Regions from separate parts of the Ovis aries genome. Here region 1 is linked to region 2. The links are chromatin contacts, called in public Hi-C maps. All regions are on one chromosome and are shown on one strand. Each heading gives the region's core, a stretch centred on a gene start, on an enhancer-like site or on the middle of the called end of the contact. The rest is flanking DNA. Distances are from core to core; before and after follow the strand shown.

What was found. Hi-C and Micro-C count contacts between places; a contact is called where the count stands out from the background.
Region 1: a contact with region 2 is called in a Hi-C map of muscle, with 11 times the contacts expected there. The contact joins two enhancer-like sites. A contact is called at or near these places in 14 of 16 Hi-C or Micro-C datasets (blood, hypothalamus, liver and 7 more).

Annotation. Positions count from the first base shown.
Region 1 is chr3:213,936,068-213,941,738 of ARS-UI_Ramb_v3.0, reverse strand. The region is part of intron 1 of WNT5B (Wnt family member 5B); the gene reads right to left. Among named protein-coding and RNA genes, the nearest start is that of FBXL14, 8.6 kb to the left of the region's middle. Within about 2 kb of position 3,993, at least 4 of the 54 cell types and tissues checked have an H3K27ac peak or open chromatin away from gene starts, as enhancers often do.
Region 2 is chr3:213,691,023-213,696,847 of ARS-UI_Ramb_v3.0, reverse strand. It overlaps ERC1 (ELKS/RAB6-interacting/CAST family member 1), which reads right to left. Exons shown (of 17, transcript XM_060413533.1): 6 at 4,404-4,571. Among named protein-coding and RNA genes, the nearest start is that of ERC1, 80 kb to the right of the region's middle. Within about 2 kb of position 2,122, at least 8 of the 54 cell types and tissues checked have an H3K27ac peak or open chromatin away from gene starts, as enhancers often do.

The sequences.
Region 1 (5,671 bases), core at 2,744-5,243, 240 kb before region 2:
TATGCAAACTAAAGCACAGCCTTTCCCCCTCTCTCCCCACTTTCCCACAGTGGCTACTAGACAGGTGCTGATCTCCAAATATTAGTAAAATCTTTTCCTTATGACTTAGAGAATTTGAACTCAGGTTTTCAAAGCCGGAGAAGAGGGTCAAGGACCTCAGGGAACACCGTGTTCACAAACAATTAGTGCTGAGTCGTGTCCAACTCTTTGCAACCCCATGGACTGTAGCCCACCAGGCTCCTCTGTCCATGGGATTTCCCAGGCAAGAATACTGGAGTGATTGCCATTTCCTCCTCCAGGGGATCTTCCCAACCCAGAGATAGAACCCCCATCTGGCAGGCAGATTCTTTACCACCGTCCCCCCGGGAAGCCCAAAGAATTTTGTTGTTCAATTACTAAGTCATGTCTGACTCTTGGTGACCCCATGGACTGCAGCATGCCAGGCTTCCCTGTCCTTCACCATCTCACGGAGTTTGCGCAAATTCACGTCCATTGAGTCCATGATGCTAGCTAATCATCCCCTCCTCTGCTGCCCTCTTCTCCATTTGCCTTCAGTCTTTCCCAGCATCAGGGTCTTTTCCAATGAGCTGGCTCTTCACATCAGGTGGCCAAAGTATTGGCACTTAAGCATCAGTCTTTCCAGTGAATACTCAGGGTTGATTTCCTTTAGGATTGAGGAGTTTGATCTCCTTGCAGTCCAAGGGACTCTCAAGAATCTTCTCCAGTGCCACAATTCAAAAGCATCAATTCTTCGGTACTCAGCCTTATTGTCTCACATCCATACATGATTACTGTAAAAACCATAGCTTTGACTGTAAGTAACTTTGTTGGCCAAGTGATGTCTCTGATTTTTAATACGCTATCTAGGTTTGTCATAGCTTTCCTTCCAAGGAGCAAGTGTCTTTTAATTTCATGGCTGCCATCACTGTCCAGTGATTTTGGAGCCCAAGAAAATGAAATCTGTCACTGTTTCCACTTTTTCCCCATCCATTTGTCATGAAGTGATGGGATCGGATGCCATGAATAACACCCTCTTATTGAGAGATCAGATTTGTAACCAAAACCCAGACCTCCTACAGCTTCTGACAGCAGCCCCTCTGCTCCCAGGACCCTGCTGTGGCCACAGGGCCAGTGGTCGCCCCTCTGCTGCCCTACCCCCCCTGCATCAGTTGTCACCCCCTTTAAAAAGCTAATTCTGTGCCTTTACTAGAGGGCAAGACCTAAAGTGTGTGCCAACGTGACCCATGAGGAGTCAGGGCTGGGGCTTTGTGGATCCTGGGAAACATAGGATTAGAAATCGGAAGCCAGTGCCCAGGCCACACCTCTATCTCATCTTGTCGAGGTCCTTGTTCAGAGTGGGGAGCAAGTGACAGTTTTTGAAAAGTGAATGTTATCAGACAGAGAGACCTCATATTTGGATCCATGCCAACTATTAACAACTTAGAATGTCTCCAAGGTGAGTGCACAGCTGGGAGAAGAGCAGACATTTCGGTCTCGGATAGAAGATGGGTATTTCCAGACATTGCACCTTTAAATGTCCACACCTGGTCAGTGTCAGCCCTTTCGTCTTTTCCAGGAGTGGCTCTGACATTGCCTGCTGGAGCTGCCTGTACCGAGTGCTGGGTACCACACTCAGCCCCTCCTTCAGTCTAGGGGCAAGAGCCAGAGACACAGCTCCAGATGGGGTATGTTAACGCCACCCCCGAAAGTAAAACAGAATCCACGTGGAATTCTTCTACCTCCTGTTCATTAACACAGAGACGTGCATATACTTTCTTAAAAGAAGACTTAAAAGCGTTTTATGAGCTTGTCACCCTTCCACTCTGTGTAAAGGACAAATGCCCCATGTCCTTGTGTGTTCACTTTCATCTGTGAGTGTGAACAGCCTCCCGGTCACACATGCCGGGCAGAGTCGAGTGGGATGTGGATGCCGCCCCCGGATGCATGGAGTTGGGACCGTGTGCGGCTTCCCAGTCTCACAATTCCTGTTTTCCCAAATCTGGTAGATACTGGACATTTCATTTTAGAAATGGGGAAGGAGGCTTGATGAGGGTGAGAGACTGTGCCCAGGTGATGGCCCCAGGCGTTCCCCATCAGCGAGGAGCCAGATCCTGGTTGGTGAGCTGTTGCTAAGCAACACCAGACACGCCGACCCACTTCTGAAGGAGCTGAGCGGAGGAAGCACCCTGAATGCTGAAAGTTTTGGTTTTTGGGCCTCTCCACGTGGCATGTGGGATCTAAATTTCCTCCAGCAGTGATCTAACCCATGCCCCCTGCAATGGAAGCGTGGAGTCCTAACCATGGGGCCACCAGGAAAGCCCCCTGTAAGTTATTACTAGTTAATAAGTTACATTGTGCAGACTCAAATGCTGTGTCCGGCATTTTGCAAGGAGCTGGAAAGCTTGTGTAAAGAGTTGGTCAACGGGGTTAGGGTACCGGTCCCCCTGTGTGTCCCCCGCTGTCCTTCAGCACACGAGCCAGCCCCCCAGCACTGCTGTGTCACAGACACTGCAAACACCTCCACGCTGAGAAGTCACAGCCCAACACGCCACACACTCCGGGCTGCCCAACTCACAAAGAAGAACTGAGTTGTGGGAACATGGGCTGTGTTCTTACCACTCAAGAATCAAGGGTCTTGACTTTCCAGGTGTTTTACCTACAGATCCCTCTTGTCCTGAGAGTAAAAGGGTCTAGTAGCTCCCATTGACAACCACTTCTGTCTTGCACTCCTTGGTGGATGTAACCAGGCTCACAGTGCTGGCGGAAACTGTCCCCCGCACCCCCATATCAGGGTCTGAGCAATGGGAATGGCACCTCGGGGAAAGAGTTGAGTCCCAGATTCATTTTTTATAACTAGCATGAAATTATTCCACATGGCTTGGGAAGCATTGTTTTCCTGGTCTAAAAAGATCAGGAAAGTATCTACTACAAACGTCCGTAATAACGTTTCTCCTTAGGAAATTTTTACCCCAAATGGGCAGTTCTATATGGACACTTGTGCACGTTTATGTTGGAATAGCTACTGACTTCCATTCTGCTTTTTGAGAAGCAGTCTCTAAATAGAGAGGAACCCCCAAACTAGTACTGATACTCCTCAGAATCTTTAGTAAAATCACTGAGGCCAAAATTTGACAGATGGGTAAAATAGAGGAATTGTAACAGCTAAACACCTCAAATTCTTAGCTTTCTCAGATGGAAGACGAGTTGCCTATGGCTTTCAGGAGACATAAGAGACTTGGGTTTGATCCCTGGGTCAGGAAAATCTCCTGGAGTAGGAAATGGCAACTCACTCCAGTATTTCTGTCCGGAGTATCACTATGGATAAGAGGAGGCTGGTGGGCTACAGTCCATGGGGTGGTAAAGACTCGGACATGACTCAAGCAACTTAGCATAGCACATTTTAAACTTGAACTTCATAGCTCAAACCCTGCTGCTATGAACTACCAAAAAGAAAAGAAAAAGGGCCAACAAGTGTGCCTTGAGCAAACCATATGAAAATACCTAATTAAAGTGACAATTTCTAGCTCTTCTAATTCATTTCAAATGGACAATCTTTAGAATCTTTTTTAAGAGATCTGTGAAAACAGTACGGCTGAGTTCCGTGGTCTGAACTTTGTCAAGTTCCCAGTTTGCTGCCGCTGGAAGCAGAGAAAGGCCTTGGGGAGTTTTGAGCCCAGACAGGATGGACAACTGGGCTTTCCAGCTCCCTGAAGTCCAGACGCCTGTCCAGGGGCGACAGAACAGTGTGACCCACGGGAGAGGCAGCTGGTTTATCTTTCCTTCACACAGGAGGGTCCAATTCTCAACAGGATCACAGGAGGACCACTGGAAATGCACTCCAGTAAGCAGGGCACAGGGTTGAGCAGCAACAGCCCCGCCCCTTCTTGCTTCAGAATCGAAACCGTGTCCACACAAGTTAGGAGACAGGTCATGGGTGGCCCCTTGTGAAACGCAGGGGTGGAAAATCATTCTCTCCTCCTGGGTTGCTCCTGGACCTCCACCCTCTCTCCCCCAAACCCTCTCCCACCTGTTCACCCTCTCCATGCCCCTGGGCCATGTCCACACCAGTGTCAGAGCCCGGGGTCTGGCCTCATGCTTTCCTTTACCCCAAGTTCACTAGGATTCACTGGAGGGCAGAAAAGTAAAGTACCATTCATGCAAAATTCTATGTATTTGTTTTCCACGTGGAGACTACGACCGTCTTTATCCACGGCGCCTGTGAGCTTTGCGTCCGGCCAGCAGGTGGCAGCGTTGTCTGTGAACTGCTGCCCAGTTCTGAGCACCCCACAGAGAACCTCAGAGCGGGAGAACCTCACCCCTCCAGAAAGATGACACGGAATTTTCCAGTTTCAGCCGGGTCAGGGATCCCCGTCCCGGGCACGCCGTTCGTGGAGCAGGTATCAGATGCACCCTGAGGACGGTTCCCTGATGTCACTGGCAGGAACCAAATGTCACTGTCTAATTTCAGTTTAAGACCATCATATACAAATTAGATTGGCATATTCAGGGGTTTGGAGAAGGCAATGGCAACCCACTCCAGTACTCTTGCCTGGAGAATCCCAGGGACGGGGGAGCCTGGTGGGCTGCCGTCTATGGGGTCGCACAGAGTCAGAGGCGACTGAAGTGACTTAGCAGCAGCAGCAGCATTCAGGGGGTTGGGGAGAACAACTTGGGAAAATGTTTACCTTCATACATGGAAATATCCATTTTAACAGGAGGAGCAAAGGTGCTGGCTTTTTTCAAGTACAAAACTAGAAAAAAATAGAAGTGTACTGTTTGTGGTGAAAAATTCTAGAGCTCCTTGGAAAAGAAACAACTGTTTTAAAATTTGGGGAGTATCAATTCTTTTGTTTGTTTGGTTTTTAATCAAAATGAGTATCTTCTAAAGGAACCCATGAACGTGAGAACGATTAAAAGCCCTGATAAAGCAGCGAGGGTCTCGCTTTCCTAGACTCCTCCTGGGGAAAACAGGCATTAGGAAAAGGCAGCAGAAAGTAAGACAAGGAGAAAGAACTTCTGAGCCATAAAATGCCACACGAGGGACACCCTGGGGGCTTCTGCCATCTTGGTCTTGATCATCTGGCTGCAGCGATGGAAGCAAGGCTCCAAAGGGCAGCTGGCACAGACGTGGGATAAAAGCGTGGAAGCCGGGAGGTGGCCGTGCCTCGCCAGGCCAGCCCAACGAGGCTCGGCCCCCAGCCTGGTGACACCAAGGTGGTTTTTGGTTAGGAAATGGGAGAAGAGAAAGGAGAAGCTTCTGGAACTCAGGGCCCAGGCCTGCAGCTGATCACCACTCCTGCCAGTGAGAAGGCTGAACGAAAGCAGAAACCCTCTGGGCAGCTCCGTGGACTCTCAGGCCAAAATACATCACTGTCAGCGACCTGCAGAACACATAGATCCAGGGAAGGAACCCAGATAAAGAAAAGAGGACACAGATCACTCAGGTTAAGCAGAGGGGACCAGGTGAGGTAAGGGCAGAGCCAGCCTGGTCCCCAAGAGGGGCTGGGGGTGCTCATCTCCCCAGAAGGGGCTGGGAGCTCGGGTTTTCAAGAAGAGAGGCCTCTTCTCTGGTTGTGTCAAATCAGACACCAGACAAAAACTCCAGCTACAGTTCCCAGGCTGGGAGTAAAGTGATATGTTCCCCTGTGAGGTGGTGGGTCTCCTTATAAGG
Region 2 (5,825 bases), core at 873-3,372:
TAATAATCTCAACTCCCTTCCCACCAAAAAAAAAAACACCAATAATAATCTCAACCCATCTTAGCCTTCTTCTGTTTTATATCAATAAATAGATTTACCTAAGAGCACAGTAGTATTTGCATGGAAACAATGGTGTATCTCCTATAATTCCCCTCTTGGAGTTATAGGACTCATTCTGCTTCCAACTCTCCGACCACGCCTTTTCAATGTTCTTCACTGGTGCGTGATTAAGTCACTTCAGTGGTGTCTGACTCTTTGCAACCCCATGGACTGTAGTCCACCAGGCTCCTCTGCCCATGGGATTCTCTAGGCAAGAGTACTAAAGTGGGTTGCCATGCCCTTCTCCAGGGGATCTTCCCAACCCAGGGATTGAACCCAGATCTCTTACATTAACCCAGGTCCTACATTAACAGGTGAGTTCTCTACCACTAGCGCCACCTGGGAAGCCTGTTCCTCACTGGACCCTCTGTCATTTCCTTCTATGTCTTACTCCCTTCAGCTTCCTCTGGAGAAACCACTTCATTCCTAAGGCTTTAGCCACCACCCCCCCAACAACAGCACCCACATATTTATTCCTGGTCCCAACCAGTTTTAAAAACCTGAGATTCTAACAAACGTTTCTGCTTAAATCAGATATTCCGCTGAATATTCCGTTTAGAATGAGTTTTTTTTTTTTTAAAGAATCTTTGCTTTTAAAAGACCTTTAAAAGTGTTCAAACATTAATGCAGATTAAATCTGAGTGATGTCTATTATGTTATTTTCTGCATTTTTCCTGTATTTGACAGTATTTTGTAAGGTTTTTAAAAATTAAATAAACTACTCCTAATTTTAACACTGCAAAAAAAGCAAAGCCCACACGAAGTGACCTGCCCAAGATCATAGCATAACCTCCTGTCACCACTTCTCCCACTGTCTCCACCTAGAAAGGAGGATGAACGAAGGGCACCAGGCCAGGAGACCAACACCACACACAAGCAGACCTTTTAAAAAGGCTATTTCAACAAACTCAGTGAGTTCGTTTGACACCCCAACCCAATGAAAAGCTGAAGAGCTCAGAGAAACTTCAAGAAGACCACAGGCAGAGATGTGTCATTCCAGTTTGTTTGTACAAGGGTAGGAGGGGGTTGCAAACGTATAGTCTAAAAAAACCCAATGGCAATACTTTAACCCAGTGATATTTAATATTAACCTCCAAATTCAGATGAGCGCATCATAATTAAAAAACTATTCTAGCCACATTAAACATATATTTCAACCTTAAGAAATTGGCATTATTATTAATTTCATGGACCTATGAAAAAATGGAAGAGGAAAGAGGTAAAATAACTCATCCAAGGCCACATAACTAATAAATGCAGGACACTGTGTTTCAAACCAAGGTTTGACTTCAAAGCCCAGGCTTTTGACCACAATGTTACTAAATCCAGACCAGCTCTGTGGAGGTTAACAGATCAACAGAGGTGTTCACAAAAACAGGAACAATTCCGTGGGTGTTATTAATACACACTGCCCCCAAAGACCTCAATCCCTGGCTTTAGTGATTTGAGAGCCAGATGAAAGTCCAGGATAGCTTCAGAGAGGAAGACAAGACCAAATAAGAGCAAAAGAAATATTAGTAATTACAGAAAGAGATGAGAACTTTTCAACAGTTGATTCAAACTGACTTTTAGGGGATCCAACAGGAGAAACTTGCTTTGGAAAAAGTGTCAAGTGTCATCAGAGTAATTTACAAAAAAAAGTAAATCCTAATAAACAGGCATATAACACTCATAAAATCACCCCGATTCAAAAGGAAGCTAGCTTTCCTACTGTTATTGTTCAGAATGAGACACTTATATTTGAGCAGTTGTCCTGATAACTTGTGGGAGTAAATTGCTGAAACTCAGTTACTCCCCCAATGGCTAAAAGCAAATATAAAAACCATCCAAGAATGACCACAAACACAGTCTTTGTTCTGTACGGTACAAGAAGCCAATCACAAGCCCATCTGTCTGAGACCCAGCTAATGAGAACATTATTTGAGAGGGGTACAAAGAGAAGGATGAATTGCCAAGGGGAAGAAGTAATCTATTAGACTGTGACAAGCTTTTAAGTGTTTGCATCATCACTAACCAACTGCCTGGGACTCTGGTTTGCACACCTGCCACCTCCATCCAAAGCTATCACAGCAGCAAGCCTGGAAGCAGGCTCACTTCTAAGGCGAGGGTGCCCTCTTCTGACTCTTTCATAGTACTGCATGCAACCAGGTACTGATGTGAAAAACTCTTCTAATAAAGCTCCTCTCCAACTGAACTGATTAAAAGAATTTGGAGAAGGAAATGGCAACCCACTCCAATATTCTTGCCTAGAGAATCCCATGGACAGAGGAGGCTGGTGGGTTGCTGTCCATAGGATCGCAGAGTCGGACACGACTGAAGCGACTTAACATGCATGCAAGTTAATAAATTTGCAGGTTACATTTTCCAGGTAGTTCTGTATCTGCAATTCCACGAGTAAACCTTAATTTTGCTTGATAAAACAGTAAACAGCAGAACTTCCAAATAAAATTTATGCCAATGGAAAGTGGCCACGTTCTCTCACTGTTTTAGCAGTTTACATACATTAGCTGACAGTATTATAAGAACTATGATGATGCCGAAAGCTAGATGTACGAAGACTTTACTATGTGTCAGGCACCAGACGTGAATAAACTGGCTTAATGTTAACCACCTAATGAGGCCGGCACTCCTCTTCACCTTACAGATGTGAAACGAGGCACAAAGAACTTAAGCAACAGGTCAGAATCTGCACCTGCTGCTGGTGGTCAAACTTGGTAACGCTGATGCCAGAGCTGTATTCATACCCAAAACATGCCTCTAAGGTAGGAAGCTGATGCCATGACTAAACGAAACATGATCAAAGTAGAAAAGGCCTAAGCAAGCTGTAAGGAAAATTATAAACACACCATCTAAATCGCTCATTTTCAACAAAATCACACAGTATAAAAATAGCATATTATGTGAAATATTTGGGTCATTTTTCTCTTCCTCCTCACTTGAAGATACTGAATTTCTGAGTCTGTGATATTTTTCTGCATTCTTTTTACTACCCATTCCTTTTTCTCATTAAACTATACCTTTGTTGATTATCCAGTTCTTTAAAACAAAACCTTAATCCATATTACATGACTTTTCTTCTGTAAAGAGAACTGCAAGGAGATCAAACCAGTCCATCCTAAAGGAAATCAGTCCTGAATATTCCTTGGAAGGACCGATGCTGAAGCTGAAACTCCAATACTCTGGCCACCTGATGCGAAGAACTGACTCATTGGAAAAGACCCTGATGCTGGGAAAGATTGATAGGAGAAGGGGGCATCAGAGGATGAGATGGTTGGATGGCATCACCGACTCGATGGACATGAGTTTGAGCGAGCTCCGGGAGTTGGTGATGGACAGGGAAACCTGGAGTGCTGCAGTCCACGGGGTGGCAAAGAGTTGGACATGACTGAGTGATTGAACTGAACTGAAAGCAGAACTGCTTATCTACTCCTACATAAATTCTCTACATCACTGAGCTCTTTAGAAAATATTTTCCTTTAGACGGTAAATCCAAACAGCATCATCATTGCAAATACGACAGGTTCTCATCTGTATGAAATTATTCAGTATGTTCTTACCTAAATCTAGGCTGACAGCCTAGGTCATCTTCTAAGATTTCTAAAAATGATAACCCTATTTTCAAACAGGACGTGAAGGCATATATCTAATAATCTGCAGTTCAAAATGAGATGAATCTTGAACATTTTTGTATTCCACAGTTTGCATACTTAGAGCTATTCATAGTACCAAAAACTAAGGACACTTAATAACCCAACACAGGCTGCCCAAGCTCATGGTCATTCATGACTGCAAGGTTTACCATGGGTGAGAACAAATGCTTTTACAACTAGCTTTTCATTGCTATACTTGCATGTGTGCACGCTCAGTCAGGTCTGATTCTTTCTAACCCCATGGACTATAGCCCGCCAGGCTCCTCTCTGTCCTTGGAATTCTCCAGGCAAGAATATTAGAGTGTGTTGCCATTCCCGTTTCCCGGGAAGCTTCCCAACCCAAGGATCAAACCTGCGTCAAACTTTCCAGCATTGGCAAGCAGGTTCTTTACCACAGAGTCACCTGGGAAGTCCTAAAGTATACTTAGAAATATCAAAAACATATGTAAACTGCACTGGTTTTTAATTTGTTAGATCCAAGAATGACAGAAACAAGATGATTATAGTTTAGTGCAATAACTGATCATAGTGCTATAGAATCCCTCATAACAGTATCCACGGCTCCCATACCTCAACACGACAAAAAGTGAAGAAGTAACCCAAGTGCCAAGGTGCCCAGGAACGGTGTCCCTGCAGACCCTAGCACGCGTTTACCTCTGTCTGCAGGATGGCAGCTCTCTGCTCCTTAGCTGTCAAGGACTCCTTTAGCACTTCGATGTGCTGTTTGCTGTCTGAGAACTGGTTGGTGAGGGTTTCCAGCTTTGTCTGCAGGGCCAGTAGTTCCGTGTCCTTTCTGGACAGCTCCTGCTTCACCTGACCAATCTAGAGAAGAAAAATAAAACAGTGTAAGGAAAAAAGAAATAAAACCAAGAACTTCTAATCTGAATCTCGGACAGATCCAGGTTGAGATATGCAGCATTAATTTTAGGACAGGGCACAATTCATCTTTTTGCATCATCTAATCTTAGATGACCACCCCCACCCCCAAAATAAGCTTATTCAACTAATAGGAAAATTCCCAGTTTTCATTTATTGTCTCCTAAACTTTTGAAATCCTTTAGAAAAGGAATGGATCACGAAAAATCCCAATTCACTTAGATGATGATGAGATAACAAGAAGCATCTGATCATGACTAAAACAGTTTTCATTTTATTAAGTCATAATAAACTTCAAATCATAAAGCAGGATTAGTGTAGCTGTAATACAGAGAGAAAAAAGAAACTTCCTAGCACTGCTATTTAAACTCAAAAGCTGCTACTGCAGTTCTTCTTTCGTTCTGAAATGAAAGTTTACATGAAGTCTCTGTCTCAAAAAGCCACTTTTAGTGGTATAAGGTATTATAAGTGTACTTAAAAAAAAATCTTATTGTTTTGAGGAGTTAGGGATACTGACCTAAAAAAAAGACTCCACCTACAAAGTTGTATCACCTACAACATGTCATATGAACTAAATGGATAAAAGTATATAACCTAAATAAAAAATGCATAAAATCTCACTCTGTAAGAGTCTATATGGGTAATTTGAAGTTGAATTACTCTGACAGAGCAATCCATAAATCAACAGGTGCCACTCACCCCCTCCCACAGATTTTTCTCATCTTGACATGTCTGTTGCTTAGTTGCTAAGTTCTGTCCAACTCCTTGCGACCCTGTGGACTGTATGTAGCCTGCCAGGCTCCTCTGTCCATGAGATTCTCCAAGCAAGAATACTGGAGTGTGGATTGCCACTTCCTCCTCCAGGGGATCTTCCTGACCCAGGGACCAAACCTGTGCCTACAGCACTCGCAGGAAGCTTCTTTAATACCAAGCCACCAGGGAAGCCCAACGACTTGGTTAACTGACAGAACAGTGAACAATTTTGCTTTTTTTTTTTGGCTGTGCTGCATGGCACGTGGGATCTCAACTCCCTGACCAGAAACTGAACTTGTGCTCTGTCCACTGGAAGTCAGAGTCTAACCACTGAACCACCAGAGAAGTCCCACCTTGACTTAGAAAACATTTCAATTCAAACATCTCCTTTACATTCTACTGTGTTTCTAAGAATTTTCAGTCTTTTATTCTAAATGTAACCCAACT